Linked DNA regions of Triticum aestivum: region 2 is linked to region 1. The links are chromatin contacts, called in public HiCAR-type maps. All regions are on one chromosome and are shown on one strand. The core of a region is the stretch at or near the end of the contact, and the rest is flanking DNA. Distances in the headings are between cores, read along the strand shown. Region 1 holds the start of LOC123160932 (protein NRT1/ PTR FAMILY 5.1). Region 2 holds the start of LOC123160019 (putative receptor-like protein kinase At3g47110).

Region 1 (4,275 bases), core at 1,535-4,034:
CGTCCTCCACATGCATGGTCCAGGATCCGCGGAAGACTTGAGGTAGGTTGTCGACGTCGTGTCAGAGTCAGAGGATGGCTAGCCGTTCTGAGGGGAGTGCGAAGACCGCGGCGACCTTGGCGACTAGTCCTCCACCCTATCAACATGGATTAGCAGGTCGTAGCGCTCGGCGCCGGGCGGCGGGGCCACCCTGCGATCGGGAGGCAAGTAGCCCTCCATCTCCTCCACACGATCGGTGCCTTGGGGCAACTTCCAGTAGGTGTGCCTGGTGGGGATGAACGCCATGTCCCAAATCCACACCCACCAGGCGAAGGTTTTGGTGTGGTCACGCTCCAGCGTGCGGCTGTCTAGCCTGTCGATGTGCACCTTATTGTCGAAGACCTCCTGGGCACCGTCGATCGACCAGTATTGCTAGGGCAGGTGCTCAATGATGCATCGAACATTGAGGTTGAAGGTGTCGTGGCCCGCGTGGTCATTCCCTCTCCAAGGCGCAATGGCGAAGTTGGCGCCATTAACGCGTAGAGTGCCGCATCGGACCGTGTTGTCGTGGTAGGTGGGTTGCATGAAGATGACGAAGAAGTCCTCCGGGTTGTGCGCTGTCACCCTTAGGTGGTGCAGGGGAATGCACACCTGCCCGTCAAGAGCGCGACCCACAGCCATGGGCGAGGTTGCGCACACGCTGTCAAGGGCGCGCAACATGACAGTGTGGCGGCGGAGGAAGAAGATGCCCTGCTCGATGGCCGGGCTGGATTTCCCCACTTTATGGCTGGAGTGTGGCCGCCGTGCCGGATCAACCAGACTAAGCTCAGCCATGGCAGCGACAGAGGGTGGATCCGAAGGGGGTGGAGGCGGAGTGGGGAAGCGCAGTCAAGCGTGGGCTGGGGTGCGGGAAGGGAGGGGGCCTATCCTACTGGGAGCAGGGCCGGCTTGGCCATTGCGTGGGTTTTGTGGACAATCACGACCAAAATGGCTGAAAAGCTCGTAGATGATGCAATGCAGAGGGTCGCAGCAGTCTTTCCAGCGATGGTGCTTGCTGAGACAGCGGAAGCAGCGGCCGTGAAAACGGTTTAAGAAGGCCTCACGGCCACCCACCGCATTGAAGTGCGACCGCCAGTCCGAACGGGGCACCGCGCGCGCCACATGAGAATCCACCATATTTGGGGGGGGCTTTGCGGTTTTTGCGCGAGCTGACCTCGGTCCAGCCTCCGTCCATCCCCAAAAAGGAAAGGCTGGCCGTAGGGGATGGGAAGATGATGATGGATTGAAGGCGTCAAGCGGGGGGCGTGCTTGGATCCGCCGAATCTTCATGGGCGCCCGCCGTCGAGCATTCACCACACAATAGAAGCCGCGGCGGGGATTCTGGATCTGGGGATGGCGATGCGCCAAGCTCTAGAGAGTCTGGGACCTCGGATACTCCAGGGGAGGCGGCAACTGAACTGCACCGCGGTCCGGAGCCTGCGCCTACACGTGGAGAGGGAGGCATGCCCATGCTGGGCGGTGGGGAGGTGGCCGCCGCGGCATGCGTCGCGGGGAGGAGAGGGCTGACTACCTAGTTCAGCAGAAAAGGCGCTTCACTTTGCTGATGGGCAGAAAAGTCGCCCTTTGCTCTATAACCTTCTTGTCGGAGCCGCCGGCCTCGTCGTCATTGACAGCCGGGCAAAATGTCTACTCCTCGTCCTTGTCCTTCTCGTCCATGAAAAGCTGCTCACGCTCCACGTTCGCCTCGTGGATGAAGTGGCGGTTCGTCGTCACCTTCGCCTCAGACTGGATGAACTCGAGGATGGCCTACAGCTCCATCGCCTCCTTCGCTTGGGCGAGCTCAAACTCCACAACCGCTTCCCACATTGCTGAATTCGGTCTGCTCCAGCATTGAAGTCACCTCCTACTCATCCGACGTAGGCTCCTCCTCCTTCCACACCTCCGCCTCTTCCATCTCATCGTCTGGCGCCTCCTCCTATAGGAAATTTGAGGCAGGCAGGCCACAATGCGCGTGGTGCGGTGTGCCTCAACGACGCACATCTTCGCCTGGATCTCTATCCGACGCTCCGAAGTGAGCAGCTTGTAGTATGTTACCTTGGAGCGGACCGTCGCGGCTGGTGGAGGAAGAGGAAGAGGAAGAGGAGGGAGCAGCAGCGGCATGGACGGAAGCGAGAGGAGGAGAATGACAACGAGGTTAGGGTCGCCTCGCCGTCCGGCTTAAATAGCCGGGTTTCTCGGGCAGCGCACCAGGGCTGCTTCATGAATGCGTCCTCATTGAATTGGAGGAGACGCCCAAGAGACACGTGGCTTTCTGCATGGGTCCCGGTTGTCAATCTTACATGTCGGGCATGTTCGCGCCTCTTAATATCTGTCACATATGTAGATTGGATTTGAGGTGTGCCGGATAACCCGGACATAAAGAGTTGGTTTAAGGGGCTAGTTGGATGGCAATTTGGTGACCGGGTCGCAGATGTATAGATAGGATTTGAGGGATCCACTCGCATTTATGCTGGATTTATTTCAGGATTTCCGGCGATACGCGTTCAGTGTAAGGAGACGTCCCCGTCGACTACGAGGGGACTACGGTGACTTCGTAAAATCTCAAGATGATATGCCGGTTCAGTCTATCGGAGATGCTCATAGGAATAGGGTGTGCGTGTACGCGCGTATAAATGAGCGCTTGTGTCTGCACTGATCTGATGTTCAAAAAATTGTAGAGGTAATCTCGCATAAGTTTAGCATTTTCCTGATAACGACATGTGCCAAAGGCGGAGGTGAAGTTACCCGCGGCGACAGTCTCTGCCTAGCAAGTAGCCATCCGGCACTCCACATACACTCAATCATTTTGCTCCAGCCAAGCCCATTTCGACACACCACGAGACACGCACTAGAGTCTACACTCTACAGCATACATCGTCGGGTCGGCCATCGATGGAGGAACTCAAGCCGGAGTTCACAAAGGACGGCTCCGTCGACCTCCGCGGCCGGCCGGTCGTCGCCGCCCGGACCGGCCGCTGGAAGGCCTGCTCCTTCCTAGTCGGTGAGTGGTCAGTCAGTACCAGGCTCCGTCTCCCATAGATCGATTTGATCCGACTCTCCTTCTGATGAACCCGCGCGCGCGCATATGGACTGGCGCAGGGTACGAGGCGTTCGAGCGGATGGCGTTCTACGGCGTGGCGTCGAACCTGGTGGTGTACCTGACGACGCAGATGCGGCAGGAGACGGTGCCGTCGGTGCGCAGCGTCAACAACTGGACGGGCACAGTGTGGATGACGCCCATCGCCGGAGCCTACGTCGCCGACGCCTTCCTCGGCCGCTTCTGGACCTTCACCGTCTCCTCCCTCATCTACCTCTCGGTCAGTACCAGGCTAGCAAAAATCATCTCCTAGATTGATCTTCAGTTCGATAGATGAGTCCAATTTAATCCGCAATCCAGTATATTTCCCAAAACACAATGCATCCTTCAAATTGGGAGCTCATCCTCATACACGGTTTCACTCACAGCACATTATTATTAGTAGTAACTCGGATGACTCAAACAACGCACTGCAGTAGAAAACGTACAAGAAATTACCACGCTAGCAGCAGCTATTCGAGAACTGCACCATGTCTGAAACCGGACGGAGAGACTAATCAGTCAGTACTCGGTAGTGTTCAGTCAGAGCCCGATGCTGGTAGTAGAAGATTCTTACGGACAATCCTTGTCAGCTCGGGCCAACCCAACTAGGACTAGTGTTTTGTCATGACGGTTAGGATTGCGACCGGAGAAGAAAAACGCATTTGGATCTCGGAATCTTTCGGCTGGGAGGCGTGGGCAAAAGCCACTACTACTCTGCTTTCGTTGTTCTGTTTCTGCGCTACACGTACGGCGGCCCCACCGGCATCCATCACACAAGGCGTATGCCGATGGGTATACCCAAGCATGGCAAAAGGCTATCATGTCCATGCCAATCCAGAACCCAGATTTAGTACAGCTGGAAAACTCTTCACATGTGTCACCGTCCATGACAATAATAGTAGGAACTAGCCTACAAAAATATCTTACATTTTGAGATGGAGTATCTTAGCAGAAACGTCAATAATAACATTTTTGGGACAAGCGGTGAATTGTGTTGGCTCAAATGGAGCATTAAGTGGATACAAATACAATAAACACACGCCCTCACCCTACACAGTTATGATACACACGACTAACACCAACACACACAGACAAAAAACACGCCAGCAAATACCAAAGTCATGTAAGACCAAAGCCATGTGTAAATGAGAAAAAAAAACTCAAAGCGATCAGATTGG
Region 2 (4,146 bases), core at 1,390-3,889, 230 kb before region 1:
CACAACAGCAGCAGAGCCTGGCGGTGAAGAACCAGAGGAAGCCAGAAGGCGTTTAAGCCGTACAATGTCCTGGTCAGTGAGTGACGGAGTCGAGGAAGATCCAGGAGTCCCACTGGGAGAGGAGCGCGTCTGGTCTCGCTTCTTCTCACGGCAATCGGACTCTGGGTGACTTGGCTGAGAGCAGTAGCCACAGAAGGTGTCACGGCGCGACCGGCCCTTCTCAGCATAAGAAGGGCGACCCACTCCCCCTGAAGGTGTAGGTAGGAGCGGTGGAGCAGCCAACACAGACGGAACCGCCAACAACCCCGTAGTGCGAAGGCGGGTCTCCTCAGCACGAAGCTCGGCAAGAACCTCCGAGGGAGGAACACGACCACGAGCAAGCAAGTGGGCACGTCGAGGCTCGAACTCAGAGCGGAGACGAGATAAGAACTCATGAACCCACTGAAACTCCAAATCGGGCTGTGTAATCTGACAGCAACGGCAAGTTCCACAAACGATGGTCCGAAGAGAGTCAAGCTGACGCCAGATGGCAGAGCACTGTGAATAGAACTCATCAATAGAGGAATCACCTTGCTGAAGTGCGTGCTCGTGACGCACCACAGATAGGTAGAGAGCATCACCACAGGGCTGATAGCGCTGACAGAGATAAGACCACATCGCTGCAACTGTGCCAAGTCCCATGAACTCCGAAGCAAACTGAGGGAGGACACTCGCAGTGAGAACATCAGCAGCACGAGCATCATCATTGCACCACTGAGTGTAAGCAGACAGATCATCGCGGTACACAGAAAGAGCATCGGAATAAGCTGATACCTGTTGGTCGTAAGCATCAACGGCAACATCATCGAGAGCCTTGGCTGCATCCCGATCAGCCTGAGAAGCATCAGCAGCAAGTACCGGCGGCACCGGTGGGATTGGGGCCACTGGCGCAACAGGGCATAACGAACAGGGGACCTCGCCAGAGAGAACACCCCACAGAAGAAGACCACGCATATGGATGCGCATAAAGCCCACAAACTCCGCATAGTTGGTGCCATCGAAGATCACCGAACACCTAGGAACAGCGACATAGCCCGAAGAAGACATAACGAGTGCTTCTTTTTCTTTCTCTCCTTCTTTTTGGAAGTCAACGGATGCAGAGACTCGATCTGGATCGAGAGAGGCGGGCAGGGGCGCACGAGACAGCGCTAGCCAGAGGCGGAGACTCGATCTTGATCGAGAGCCCGCAACGCAGCTGCCAGCCGGAGGACCGAACGGGACAACGCCCGCAGCTCCAGCAGGACAGCGCCAGAGGCGACTGGATGGGGCGGGCAGCGCCAAGCGGGACAACGGGCGCAACTCTAGAAGCGGCTGAACGGGGCGGGACGAGCGGGACGGCGGCCGGACGGGGCTGGCAGGACGAGGCAGCGGCCGCAGCAGCCGGTCGGGGCGACAAGGCGAGATGGCGCCGGACGGAGCAGCAGCCGAGCGGGGCGGCTGCCGGATGAGTCGGCCGGACGGGACAGCGTCCAGCTGGAGGAGCAGCAGAGCGGGGCCGGAGAGACAGCGGCTGGACGGCCGGAGACGAGCAGGCTAGGAACGAGGGGCACGGAGTTGCGTCGTGCGGGAGGAAGGGGCTAGCCTAGCATCTGATACCATGTTGGATAATCAGCAACTGGACTTTACTGAGGGCCAAAGGCCATTACATATATATGTGAGGTAAAGTGCATGAAACCCCTTATATGATGGGGATATACCGAAAAGAGACTATACACATCTAACAGCAACATCTCCAACAACATTTAGTAACTATCACATTGTCATTTACTCTTTTTTTATATATGATCTTTATGGATGATCATTAGTCATCTGAATTGCTTGTTCTGTAATAAACAGGTATATTCCATCTGCAAGGGAATGCCCTTTGTATTTGCAGCTTCCAGATGGGGAGCTTTCGAAAACTAATGCATTTATTTCCCCAGTAAGTACTATGCACCTTTCGTGTGTTGTACATCTTGCCATTTTTCTTGATAGTGTTTTTTTTTGGAAAAACTTTCAATCTATTCATCTTCAATCATGGCAGTACAACGAATACCAGATAAAAATTACATCCAAATTCGTAGACCACCTAGCGACGACTACAAGCACCGAAGCGAGCCGAAGGCGCGCCTCCGTCATCGCCCCTCCATCGCCGGAGCCGGGCACAACTTGTTGTAGTAGATAGTCGGGAAGTCGTCGTGCTAAGGCCCCATAGGACCAGCACCCCAGAACAGCAACCGCCGCCGATGAAAAATAACGTAGATCGGAAGGATCCAAACCGAAGACATACGAACGTAGACGAACAACGACGAGATCCGAGCAAATCCACCAAAGATAGATCTGCCGGAGACACACCTCCACACGCCCACCAACGATGCTAGACGCACCGCCGGAACGGGGGCTAGGCGGGGAGACCTTTATTCCATCTTCAGGGAGCCGCCGCCGTTTCGCCTTCCTGAGTAGGACAAAAACCCTAACAAGATTGAAAAAAACGACTAAAAACGGAGCCCTCCCGCCGGCCCTTGTCAGGATCCACCGCGCCTCCATGGCCCTAGGGCCACCGAGACGAGGCGGACCTGCGCCGGCGCCGGCGAGAGGCACAAACCCTAACTTTCTTTCTTGGAGGAGGAGGAGGAGGTGGAGGAGGAGCCCTATAGAACTTGTGCCTACTAGTACGTCTCTTTGGAACCCACCGGGCTGTTCACTTGGTTCAAAGAAGACACATGGGACTTGGAGACAAATGCCATCACAGGTGTGTAGAATTCATCATCTTTTGTATCTCTTGATACTAGAAAATCTGGAGGGCACTAGGAATGGTCTGCATGATACAGAAAAATACAATGAAGCAAAATGTTCCCTCCAGGAAAAAGAAAATGTTATATTTAATCCTCTGAACTCGTATTCGCTGAATTAACTAATTATTGGAAGCCTCTTTGGCTTAGCATAGACTGCTCATTTCTTTTGTTAAGATTCAAGGTAAATGAAACTATCTATTTTTGTAGAAATGCATTGAATTCAGAGTGATTTTAGGTATAGAACTAAGAGCACTGGCAGTTAGTGATCTCCTCAAACTACAAAAGTAGTTTGAGACTTTCAGTTATTATTAATAGCAAAGGTTCTGAAGCATGAAAATATTACTGTTAGATGCTATGATATTTACATCACGCATCCATCTATTGAGAAAATTAACTCAAACAAAAACACATGCTCTCCTGAGATTATGTATGAGAATTTCAACCACGAGATACCAATAGAAGATCCTAAAAAGTCGCTAAATATGGCAAAAATGTTGACCTCCTGAACTGTTAGCAGTACAACCCAATATATCAATTTAGTTTACCAACTGTATACATAACAATGGCACAAAAAAAAATTGTATACATAGAAACAAACATCGACATGCATGACTCTGTATGGACTAACATATATCGCTAACATGAAAAGTGAGTGCATATATCACCCCAATCTCAGTATGCAGCAAGTAAGTAAAGCTAGTTGCAAACATATACCGTCAAGGCATGAGGTTACGACTGTTCTGTTCAACCCCGTTGTAATCATGCAGAAATGGACGCCACTTCAAAGCAGAAACGTTGAGCTTTTCCCTTCATAGTATTCTGAAGGAACAACCCAGGTGGACGCAAGAGTACCTATGGATCCATCATTCTACCCACATCAGTTCTGAAACACAAAATCATTCTACCCACTAGATTTCAAACCGAGTAGCAAGACTCAGATACAATCATGTTGGCATGTTTCTACAAAGGAATCTAAGATTAACCAACCTACCATCTTATCATATTTGTCTACACCTACCGACGAAAACCATCTCACCAACTGCCATGCCGATTGGCATTATCCTATTTAGCAGCCATTGTTGACGGGTGGATAACACCTTTGAAAACGTCTGCATGTTGGACATTTTTGAGATTTAGCAACTACCAAGTTGTCAAAAGAGGACAGAAGGTCTAAATTATTGCTGGGAAATGAAAGTGACGGGACATAAACAGCGATTTAGGAGTTGTTGGAGTATTAGCACACCACCTGCAACTGGCAAAAGGCAATAATGCAAGACCAAAAATTGTATATATGGACCAGGCTACTGCTACTTGCCAACCAAACCAAGAGGGG

What was found. HiCAR-type assays count read pairs that join an accessible place to other places.
Region 2: a HiCAR-type map of leaf shows a contact between it and region 1, with 5 times the contacts expected there. The contact joins the promoter of LOC123160019 here to the promoter of LOC123160932 in region 1. A contact is called at or near these places in 4 of 5 Hi-C or Micro-C datasets (leaf, root and an unstated tissue) and 1 of 1 datasets of contacts at active chromatin or transcription factors (leaf).

What each region holds. Positions count from the first base shown.
Region 1 is chr7B:629,964,801-629,969,075 of IWGSC CS RefSeq v2.1, reverse strand. LOC123160932 (protein NRT1/ PTR FAMILY 5.1) reads left to right here and starts at 2,784. Exons shown (of 3, transcript XM_044578785.1): 1 at 2,784-3,019; 2 at 3,118-3,335. The coding sequence starts at 2,911.
Region 2 is chr7B:630,199,280-630,203,425 of IWGSC CS RefSeq v2.1, reverse strand. It overlaps LOC123160019 (putative receptor-like protein kinase At3g47110), which reads left to right and starts at 2,639. Exons shown (of 2, transcript XM_044577838.1): 1 at 2,639-4,146. The coding sequence starts at 4,082. It overlaps LOC123160020 (GPI transamidase component PIG-S), which reads left to right. Exons shown (of 6, transcript XM_044577839.1): 6 at 1,876-2,128. The coding sequence ends at 2,128.